Linked DNA regions of Mus musculus: regions 2 and 3 are each linked to region 1. A link is a contact called in public Hi-C and promoter capture Hi-C data. All regions are on one chromosome and are shown on one strand. The core of a region is the stretch at or near the end of the contact, and the rest is flanking DNA. Distances in the headings are between cores, read along the strand shown. Region 1 overlaps Atxn2 (ataxin 2). Region 2 overlaps Brap (BRCA1 associated protein). Region 3 overlaps Cux2 (cut-like homeobox 2).

The links. A called contact is a pair of places that touch in the nucleus more often than the background predicts. Capture Hi-C pulls out chosen DNA fragments and counts their contacts.
Region 2: a Hi-C map of uterus shows a contact between it and region 1, with 2.4 times the contacts expected there. The contact joins two enhancer-like sites. A contact is called at or near these places in 1 of 15 datasets of contacts at CTCF or cohesin (the NIH/3T3 cell line), 6 of 484 Hi-C or Micro-C datasets (the AML12 cell line, Sertoli cells, cortical neurons and 3 more), 6 of 115 datasets of contacts at active chromatin or transcription factors (the NIH/3T3 cell line, embryonic stem cells, fibro-adipogenic progenitors and 3 more) and 3 of 9 other capture datasets (adipose tissue, liver and pancreatic islet).
Region 3: a contact with region 1 is called in a promoter capture Hi-C map of pancreatic islet. The contact joins two enhancer-like sites. A contact is called at or near these places in 1 of 15 datasets of contacts at CTCF or cohesin (pro-B cells), 9 of 484 Hi-C or Micro-C datasets (CD4 T cells, bone marrow-derived DN3 thymocytes, bone marrow-derived macrophages and 2 more), 1 of 115 datasets of contacts at active chromatin or transcription factors (embryonic stem cells) and 3 of 9 other capture datasets (adipose tissue, liver and pancreatic islet).

What each region holds. Positions count from the first base shown.
Region 1 is chr5:121,782,768-121,785,691 of GRCm38.p6, reverse strand. Atxn2 (ataxin 2) reads right to left here. Exons shown (of 25, transcript NM_009125.2): 11 at 1,653-1,835; 12 at 280-477. Among named protein-coding and RNA genes, the nearest start is that of Mir7031, 35 kb to the left of the region's middle. Within about 2 kb of position 1,416, at least 34 of the 459 cell types and tissues checked have an H3K27ac peak or open chromatin away from gene starts, as enhancers often do. A contact at or near this core is called in neural progenitor cells, pancreatic islet and uterus, where this site is marked.
Region 2 is chr5:121,684,135-121,687,468 of GRCm38.p6, reverse strand. Brap (BRCA1 associated protein) reads right to left here. Exons shown (of 12, transcript NM_028227.3): 11 at 2,995-3,098; 12 at 220-2,340. The coding sequence ends at 1,977. Among named protein-coding and RNA genes, the nearest start is that of Brap, 25 kb to the right of the region's middle. Within about 2 kb of position 1,683, at least 38 of the 459 cell types and tissues checked have an H3K27ac peak or open chromatin away from gene starts, as enhancers often do. A contact at or near this core is called in neural progenitor cells and uterus, where this site is marked.
Region 3 is chr5:121,887,805-121,891,098 of GRCm38.p6, reverse strand. The region is part of intron 5 of Cux2 (cut-like homeobox 2); the gene reads left to right. The region is part of intron 1 of Gm52785 (a long non-coding RNA gene); the gene reads right to left. Among named protein-coding and RNA genes, the nearest start is that of Gm52785, 22 kb to the right of the region's middle. Within about 2 kb of position 1,553, at least 12 of the 459 cell types and tissues checked have an H3K27ac peak or open chromatin away from gene starts, as enhancers often do. A contact at or near this core is called in pancreatic islet, where this site is marked.

The DNA.
Region 1 (2,924 bases), core at 167-2,666:
ATACCAAACACTTCTAACCTTCTGGCTTAGGGGAAAATGGGTTTCATTAAACTGAGTTTATTCCCTGTTAGTCATCACATCAAAATTCAATAACCATGCTCATACAACAGGCACGTCATACTAGGACAGGCCAGAGCCTCTGATGCCAGACATTAGTTAATATACATGGAATAGTTCTACCAGAGACAGAATCTTGCATCCACAAAAGCATCACTGTGTATTGAGAACACAACTCTTGGCCATGCATGGATTACAACAGGAAAGGTGTTGGTTGCATACCCTCAATAGATGGGGTCAGTGCTCTGTTGGATGCAGGGCTGGCAGGAGTCGGAGATGCGGCGGGAACAGGCATGGAAACGGCTTCTGCAGGGATGATGCCAGCTTGGGGAGAAGCAAGCACAGGCCCGCTGGGAGAGTTTCCAATGCTGCTCTGCCTGGGAGACCTGGGTCTGTGAGTTTTGGGAGATAACCTTGGAACTAGAAGCAAAAAGATACTCATTAAATTCTCAGAAGTATCTTATGGCAGAAGTCAACAATCTCTAAGTACCACCGTGGTTTCCCTCCTAATTAAATGAGTGAACTTTTAAGTATTTGAGTCAAGTTCAATGGCAAGCCAAAGCATACTTAAGTTAAAAAAAAAGACGACATTCAAAGTGTAACATTTATTCAAGGTGAGAGATCTCTACCATGCCTCTCTCCTCTCCTTCCATCAATACACGAAATAAAATTGATGGTAGCTTGCTGCCAAGCCTATGTGCTTTTACTTGCAATATAAAGATCCACCGCCAGTGCTGAAGGAAATTAGGACGCACCTAGCCTCAAGGGGTACGTAACACAGAATGAACGCCTTCCACACAACTGCTTAATGCTTCCTAATCCAATAAAAACCTATTTGCAGGCTTCAGACTAAAGGGGTCAATGAAAATGGTTCAATCAAACATTATAGAAGGAAACTGTTCACAACTCTAACTTTCCATGGAAAGACCAACCCCGTAACACGATTCTCACTATATCCCTCAACTGTCTCTATTCTTGTATTTATAAAAGGTTGCTTATTTATAATAGGGTTAAAACGCCTCAAGCTTCTTTTCTTGTTAATCTTCAGTTTAAAAGGCTAAGAAGAATAGCACAAAGAAATTTACAGGACAATCACTACAACTGCACACCTTACAGGGGTGAGCGCACTGTCTGTCTAGTTTTTTAAGCTTAAAGACCTTTTCCTGGTAAGGCCAAAAGAACAGGCACAAGCTCTAGCTCTGGACTCCCGGGAGGAAGCACTACAGACCAACAAGACCAACTCAGCAGCCCAAGCAGTCTGGCCTAATTCCAAATCTGCTCCAAGCAGGACCTTGGCTGCAGCTGCTGACGGTCAGAGACTCATAACAAAAGCTGAGCCTCTCCTGGCGCAGACTACTCCTTGAGGAGCACCAAGCGACTATCTGTTTACTCCACACACGGATGCCATGGAAACCCGCAGCAGTAAGAAACCTAAGCAGGTTTACAAAATGTATACAGGGTCAGAGTTCCAGAGGGATGGGACAGTTCCTTCAACTCGTGTCTTGATAACCATGGTAACTGGCAACAGCTGCTTATGCCACCACATTTAATCTGTATTTAATCTCAGATCTTCAGCTCTGCAGTGTCATACCTACCCCCACTGACCACTGAGGACCACGTTCCCCCTGCAGGACTGGTCCTTGCCACTGGAGGAGCAGCTGCTTCACTTGGGGGATTGTGGGATACAAATTCTAGGCCACTAGACATGGAGCCTCTCCCAGCAGAGACTCTGTGATTCCGAGGGTGGCGCTGTGCCTTTGGAGACATCCTTGGGGGTCCTGAGGAAGACAGAAGGATGCCACAGGATATCACATCAGTCCTGCGGTGCCCACCTTACTGCTTTTCCTACTAGATACAGATATAACTCTTATTTCCTTAGCAGGTTTTCATTGGTTAGAATATGAATCACACTGTTATTGATTTCTGGCCACACTAAGAATTCTTTTGTGGTATGTCAATTATGTCAGTATGTTTTATTTTCCCCTTTTACAATTTGTTTTACTTTTAATTATATTGTGTGTATGTGTCTGTGTGAGGGTGTGCACCTGAGTTCCTCTGGAAAGCAGAAAGCTGTCTGACAGCTGACCCATCTTTCCAGCCTTATTTCCTTTTACTTTTAAAGCAAGGAGGAAATAAACTTGATGGTGAGAAATATAACAACATGGCCCAACAGTGTTTAACTACATGCATTTAAAAATAAGTTATAATAACGTTTTCGTAGGAAGCACAGATGCATGATGGGATATTATCAGTTTATCTTTCTAACAGATTTTACTATTTCCAAAATGAGACAAAAACCTTTTTTTTTTTTTGATAGGAACCAAACTTGGGAGCCCATACTTGTTAGGCTAGTGTTCTATCTCTGAGCTACATCCTTCAGGGCCCCAGGGGAAAAAGGAATTTAAGCAGCAACCTCAGATCTCCTCTCCATCTTTTGCCCAAGCCGTCCTCACATGTGCGTGGTTGGCTTGTAAGAGCAGAACAAGGAAAGTCTGCAGAAAGCTGCACTGTGAGAGCTGACGACAGTCACCATCACTGTCTCTGCCACCCATGGGGACTTCTGGGAATACAGCCTGTAGCACACAAGTCCAGAACTACCCCTCCTCTCAGAGGCCATGATGAGGACCCTAGCACATGCTCTCTGCTGTGTCCTCAGTGGGAACACAGTCAGACATGTGCTCTGAGGAAATGCTAACTCATGTTAGAATTTCCCCTTATTTAATGTTTAAAATGTATTCATTACTATAGGATATGTGTGGTATGGACTGGGTTTGTATGTGCTGGTGTGTGTGTGTGTGAAGTCATCTTTGTGGAGTCACTTCTCTTTTTGCACTTTTCCCATGGCACGCTTTCTGGGCAGTCCAAAA
Region 2 (3,334 bases), core at 434-2,933, 98 kb after region 1:
TTCTGATGCCCACTTCTGGAGAGTCTGAAGACAGCTACAGTGTACTTACATATAATAAATAAAGCCACATGCTCCCAAGCAACACCATAGATGCAAATTTCACCTGGTCATTTTAGTTAAGAGTTCATTGGCCAAGGGAGTGTGGTGAAGGCTCCATCTCTGTTCTGAAGAATATACTAACAGCTTCCGTCCTGGGTAATTTCAGACTCAAACGTAACTCTTTGACCTTTTAAAATAACATTTTATTTACACATCTTGATTTTTGTTTTCCTGGAACATTTTTAAAAGACCTTCAAGTAGTTTGGAAACCTCTGCCCGTCGGCTGCTTCCACTGGCCACAGCCTTCCCAGGCATTTCCCCCAACCTGTGTGGTGAAGCACTGCTACTCTCCTCTGGGCAGCAGGGCTGCTGGGTGGGTTGTGATGAAAAGGGGAGCCAGCTCTGGAAACTACTTCTGATTCTCTTAATTAGCATGCTACCACCCACCCCAGCTTCTGCAAGGTCAGATGTGCAAGACAAGCAGGGCTGAGCCGGTAAGACTGTAACAGTGTGTAACGCGTTCTAGATAAAATAGAAGCTCTGGAAGAGGCGGCTCTGCCCCAGCCCCAGCCCCAGCCCCAGCCGCCTGTGTGGCTCGGGCCGGAGGATCTGCAGTGCTGGCCTGCCCTGAGGAAGAGCCGGCTACAGAGGTCCGAGTCTGAGCACTCTCACTCTGCAGTCACAGGTGGGGTTTTAGGAAATGCTACAGCACATTCCACTGAACTGGACGGTGATCAGCAACACAGGCAACGTGGTGACATGTCAGACATTCCGGTCAAAGGACGAGGTCCAGTCAGTCGGAAAAAAAAAAAAAAAAGTCCCTAAAGTGTGACATTTTAAACCTTTGGCTGATGATAAAGCAAAAAATTAAACTGTCCTTACTACACACAGCTGTCAACTGCCCAGGCTCTTTTAGAAGCTAAATCCCAACATGGTGTCCCCTCAAGTCTGTTCAATTAATCTGTTACAAGTTACCTGATGTTCCTGGCTCTAAAGAGAGGCACACAGCCCCTCTGTTGGTCATATTAAATATTGTATGGCTGTTTGGAAGAGGCTCTGCTGAAGCCAGTTTCTGGAGAAGCAGCCTTTGAAACGATCATAAAAGAGTAACTGAAATCTGCCCAAGCTCCCTCTAGCTGCGACCTGAACATGCGGCCCTGCCTGTAAACAGTCAGTATCCACTGACCCCAGCAACACAAGTCAGTCAGCTTGTCAGAGGCCTCTCGATGGCTAGCTAGGCTTGCCCCTTGAATCCTGCTGGATGGAGGACACTCTCAGTTACCTGAGCTGAGAAGGAGCCAGGAAGGCTTTTCTTATTGACAGGCACATTTCGGATGGAGTCATCAGAAATAAAGAGAGCTGTCACTGTCTTCCCTAAACTGGGTATACTCCATTTGCCCCAAGCCAGGCTGCTGAAGACAAGCCTGTGCTTGGTTTACAACCTAGCCCTTTCTCTATGACATGCAAGCAGCTCTCTCTTCTACTCTGCAGGAGAAGGGAGGGAGGGATGGCAGGAAAGACCTTCTGCAGTGGGCAGTGGGCTCCTCTCCTGAAGGCAGCTGGGCCTCTGGGAGGCACTGTGCTTTAGTGCTAGTTAATGCTGGAATTCCTTTAGTGCTAGGAAGGTTACGTCATGTCATAGATTTACCCTGGAACCCAACTGCAAGTGCGCCAACTGAATAAATACAATGGAAAACCGCACAAGCCTGGGGGCTACCCAGCTGGAAGGCAGAATGGCCATGAGGTGACTCACCCTTGGGAAGTGCTGCCAACCCTTCCCCCTCTTTTAGTCTCCTCACACTACACTCAACAAATGAAGGAGCCACATGACCACAGTTCGTCCTCAGACGTACTTATTAGGGCCCACACTTCCGCTCAGCAAAGGTCCCAGCAGACCCTGTGGTGCCCAGGAAGTCTCAGGGACAAGTCTCTGATGGTCACTTGCCCCTCTTGCTGCGGCCCTTTCTGGACTGCAGCTTCCCACCGGCCCCGGAAGAGGGTGGGTTGGGCGCTGAGGCCATGGCGATGTTGATCTGGCCTTCCTGGATCTCCTGCCTCGTCTCCGCAGGCAGGTGGCTGATCTGCTGCTGTGTCTCCAGGTAGAACATGACATCGCGCAGCTGCTCCTGGATCTCGGTGATCTGCAGGTCTTTCTGGGCACAGGTCTCCTTCAGCAGCTTCTCCTCCTCCTTGAGCTGGTTCTGCAGCACCAGCTGGTTGGCGCGCAGACACTTGTTCAGCTCCTGCTCCTCCTGCAGCTCCGTGCTGAGCTTGGCCACTCTGGTGTTCAGCTGGGTACACCTGGAGCAAAACAGAGGGAGACAGAGCTGGCTCCACCTGCTCTCTGTCCCTTTCTGCTCAGGGACCTCAGAAGCCAGCAATGACACCCCTCCTCCCCACTGCAGCGGCAGCCAGTGTTCCTGACACACTGCTCATGCGTTTTGCTCCATGCTCAGCATCATTAGCCATTAGGTCCTGTCCCAGGGGGAGTCTGTGACACCAGCTTAAACAAAATGGTTTTCCTAACTTGCTCTTAGCCAAGATGGCTCAGAAGCTGCAGGCAGAAATGGAAGGTACGTGTCCATGGATTGCAGGGAGGTTGGTGTTCCACCTGGCACCCACCTCAAGTGGAACAGCAATTGGACCTACTTTGGTTTCCACATTTATTCATGTGTATGTGCATGCGTGTGCCAAGGCACATGTGTGGAAGTCAGTTCTTTCAACACGTGAGTTTTGGGATCCCACACAGATTATCAAGCTGGGTAGCTGAGCCATCTTGCTCACCCCTAACAACATGAATGAGAAGTCACTGTTATTTTGATCCAACCATAAGCAGACCCCCAGAAACCTGTATGATGGACATGCTGAAAGTGAGGGCGTTCCCCAGGAAGCAGAGGTGCTTCTGCAGAAGAACCTGTGGGCACTGGTGGCTGCTAGGAGCCGAGGGACACTCACTTCCTTTCCACAGACTGCTTCTCCTTCAGGAGGTCACTGAGCCTGAGCTCCAGGCTGTCACACTTCTCGATGGTCTCTTTAAACTTGGTCTTCATGTTGTTAATCTGAAAGTGCAAATGGAGGTCAGGCACTCATACAGTTCTTGGGACACCCCTATCACTGTCTCTATAACCAGGACAAACCAAACTTAGAAAGTCGAGCTGAGTCACTTAAATGGCATTGTGACAACAACAAAAATCATGAGAAATTGAGAGAACAATTTTTTTTTTAAGGATAAACAAGGACCAGGAGCTGGTGTGTAGCCAGGGAAACAGCTGATGGACAACTGAGAACTAGTGAG
Region 3 (3,294 bases), core at 304-2,803, 110 kb before region 1:
CAGAGAGCCAGTTGTGACAGCGCCACACCTTTAGTTCCAGTACTTGGAGACAGAGTCAGGAAGATCTCTGAGTTCAAGGTCAGCCTGGTCTACAGAGTGAGTTCCAGGACAGGCCAAGTGATGCAGAGAGAGATCCTGCCTCAATCAATCAATCAATCAATCAGCCTTTCTCAGAGTGTCTGGTTCTGCCCTGGAAATCTAGCTTGGGCTGGGGTAGGTCCCTGCCCCATTCTTCACCCTGGGGAAGTCCCATCACTGTGCAACGGTTAGTCCATCTGTGGGACAGAGATGCATCATTACTCACCTCCCGCCACGGCAGTGAGAGTCACAGGCCATTTCTCCCAGGAAGTGATGGCAGCATGTGTGTGTGTGTGTGTGTGTGGGGTCACTCTCTGTCCCCAGACTTCACAGAACATTGCTCTAGGCTGACTGGCCCCAGCGCTCCTGAGCTCCAGTGAACACTGGGCTCTTAGGGTGGCCACAACGGCCAGCACCTGGCCTTGCTCACCTCTTTAACTCCTGCCCTCCATACTCTGAGGAGTAACTGTGCAGACCACACGGGAAGGGGTGGGGGTGGAGGGCTGTTCCCACCCTGAGTCACGCACCTCTCTCCCTGTCTCTTATTTATTCATTTATGTAGGTTGTGCTGAGAATCAAACCCAGAGCCTCATGCCTGCTAGGCAAGCACTCTGCCACAGAGCCACATCCCCAGCCTTTTTTTTTTTTTTCCTTCCTTAGCCCAGGTCTTATATATCCCAGGCTGGCCTTGAACATGCGTCTTGTCGGCACTCCCGGTTTATGGGGAGCACGGGTTGAAGCCCTGGGCTCCGTGCACACGAGGCAGCAAGTGCTAGACCAACTGAGCCGTAACCCCTGCCTTTCCTTTACTAAGTGGCCCAGGCGGCCTTGAATTTATAATCCTCATGCCCCACCCAGCCTCTCCAACCAAGCCCAGCTCAGTGTCTTGTTTTTAAATCTCCCCATTCATGTCTCCTGAGAAGCAAGACCTGCCCACATTTCTTCTGGACACACAGCCAGCAGGAAGCCCCTCAGGGTTGGCAAAGGGCTGTCCTTGGCCTCTGTGAACAGCAGGTAGCAAGAACCTTTTCCTGCCCTGGTGTGGTCCTTTGACCTGGCCTTCTGGACCCCTGAGCCCCAAGCTGGAAAGGTCCCCACTCCTGTGGCCTCCTCAGCCTGCACTCCACCCCCCACCCCCATGTTTATCTAACTTCCCTGACCCCTGCAAATACCCGGTGCCTCTCTCTTTTTCTTAAAAAAAAAAAAAAAAAAAAAAAAAAAAACAGGCCACAATAGAAAGCAATTCCTTGAACTTATTAAAAAATCTAGAGTTGTAAATTAATTTGTTCGTGTTGTACAAAGGCAGTGCAGATGGGCCTGTTAGCACGCACACAACAAATAATTAGAGATGAATTTTTAGCTGGCCTGCCTAATGCGCTTGCTGGGTTAATTATGTCAATGTATAATTACACCAGCCCGGGGAGGCATAATGGCACACCCCGCTGAGCAGACCCGGCCTAATGACAGGCGTCGGGGGTGGGGGGTGCTGACAGAGGAGAGCCATTGCCAAGTCCTACACACCTGCTCACCTCAGTACAGGCGTGACAACAACGACGTCCAACCTCTCTGCCACCTAAGCTAAGAACAACACAAGGAGCCACCTTGTTCCAGCCAGACCCGAAGGCGCCCCCATGCAGGCATGGCCCAAGCCTTTCTGCCAGCAAAAAAAAAAAACGTTATCAAGCTCCACTTTGTCAGGCTTCAACCAGGCTCAGTGGGAAGGGAGAAGCAGGGATGGGTGTGAACTCAAGCCTCCTTTTTGGGCATCTGTCCACTAAGGGATAAGGAGATGGACTTACAGATAGAAGAGGCTGACCACATGAAGGCTAGACCTGTGAAGGATGCACAGGGTCTGTTCTTGTATTAGAAGATGAACGCAGTATGGAGGCCTCCCTGGAGGAGGTGGCACTTGAGCGGCTGGGTAGGGTGGGGAGCATGTTTTCGATGGTATCATGAAGAAGGAATAGCTAGGGCTTCTGTGTGTTCTGAGGTCTGGGGGACGTTGTGTTAACCATTTTCTATGTGCCTCATCACACACACATGCACACACGTACACGCAAACACATGCTGCCATCTATGGCTAGGCACAGAGAGGGACAGCTGCTCCACAGGGGACTGTGGAGGCCATTCCTGTGCTGAGGTCCCTCACCTACAAGGTGTCTTTCTCCTGGGCTTCTTGAGTGTGGTGTGTAAGATGGTGAGGTTGGCCAAGGCTTACATCTGGGTGTTGGCTTTCTTCTACTTAACTGGGATATGTCACACAGCCCACGGTGCATCCAACCAGGGATGAAGGCTTTACTGGATATAGGGAGTGAGGGGTATCCAGAGACCACATGACCAGTTTGAAGAATCCAAGGGGCTAGACAGGTGGGAACCAGGTCCCACCAGGTGGGGGCACCCTCGTTCAGCTTGGCCCCCATAGCGCTTGCACTGCCTCTGAGTCCCTGGGCATATGGTCACTATATGAGCCTCTTTGTGGATCTACCATAATAGCAGATGTCAGTTCCACGCCAACTGAGACACTGTGGGGCTGGGGCAGGGGGGAGGGGTCAGTCCCTTATAGTCATGTGGGTAACATGGCAGTAAGCAGGCATGGTTCTGTGAGAAATAGCTGAGAGCTTACCATCTTCAACCGTGTGCAGCAGACAGAGCACCAGACGGGCATAGTGGCACATACCTTTAATCCCAGCCCTTGGGAGGCAGGAGCAGGCAGATCTCTGAGTTCAAGGCCAGACTGGACTACATAATAAGTTCCAGTACTACATAGAGAGGACCTGTCTCAAAACGATAGGTGGATGGATGGATGGATGGATTGATGAATGGACAGACAGACAAACAAGGACGATTGAGCCCAGCATGGGCTTTAGAAACCTCAAAGCCCACTCCTGTTGACACAACTCCTCAATGAGGCCACACCTCCTCAAAGAGGCCACACCCCCTAATCCTTCCCAAACATTTCCACCAACTGAGAACCAAGCATTCAACCATATGAGCCTAGGTGGGTCATTCCCATTCCAAACCTCCACAGGCGGCTCGGCATGTGCTGCCCTTGCAGGGGACCCCAGTTAGTTTCCCAGCACCCTCAGAAGATGGCTCACAGCTGACTGTAACCCCAACTCCAGGGGTTCTGACACCTTTGGCCTCTGAAGACACCTGCACTCATGTGTGCATACACACAGGGGTTTTTTTGTTTGTTTTGTTTGTTTGGTTGGTTTG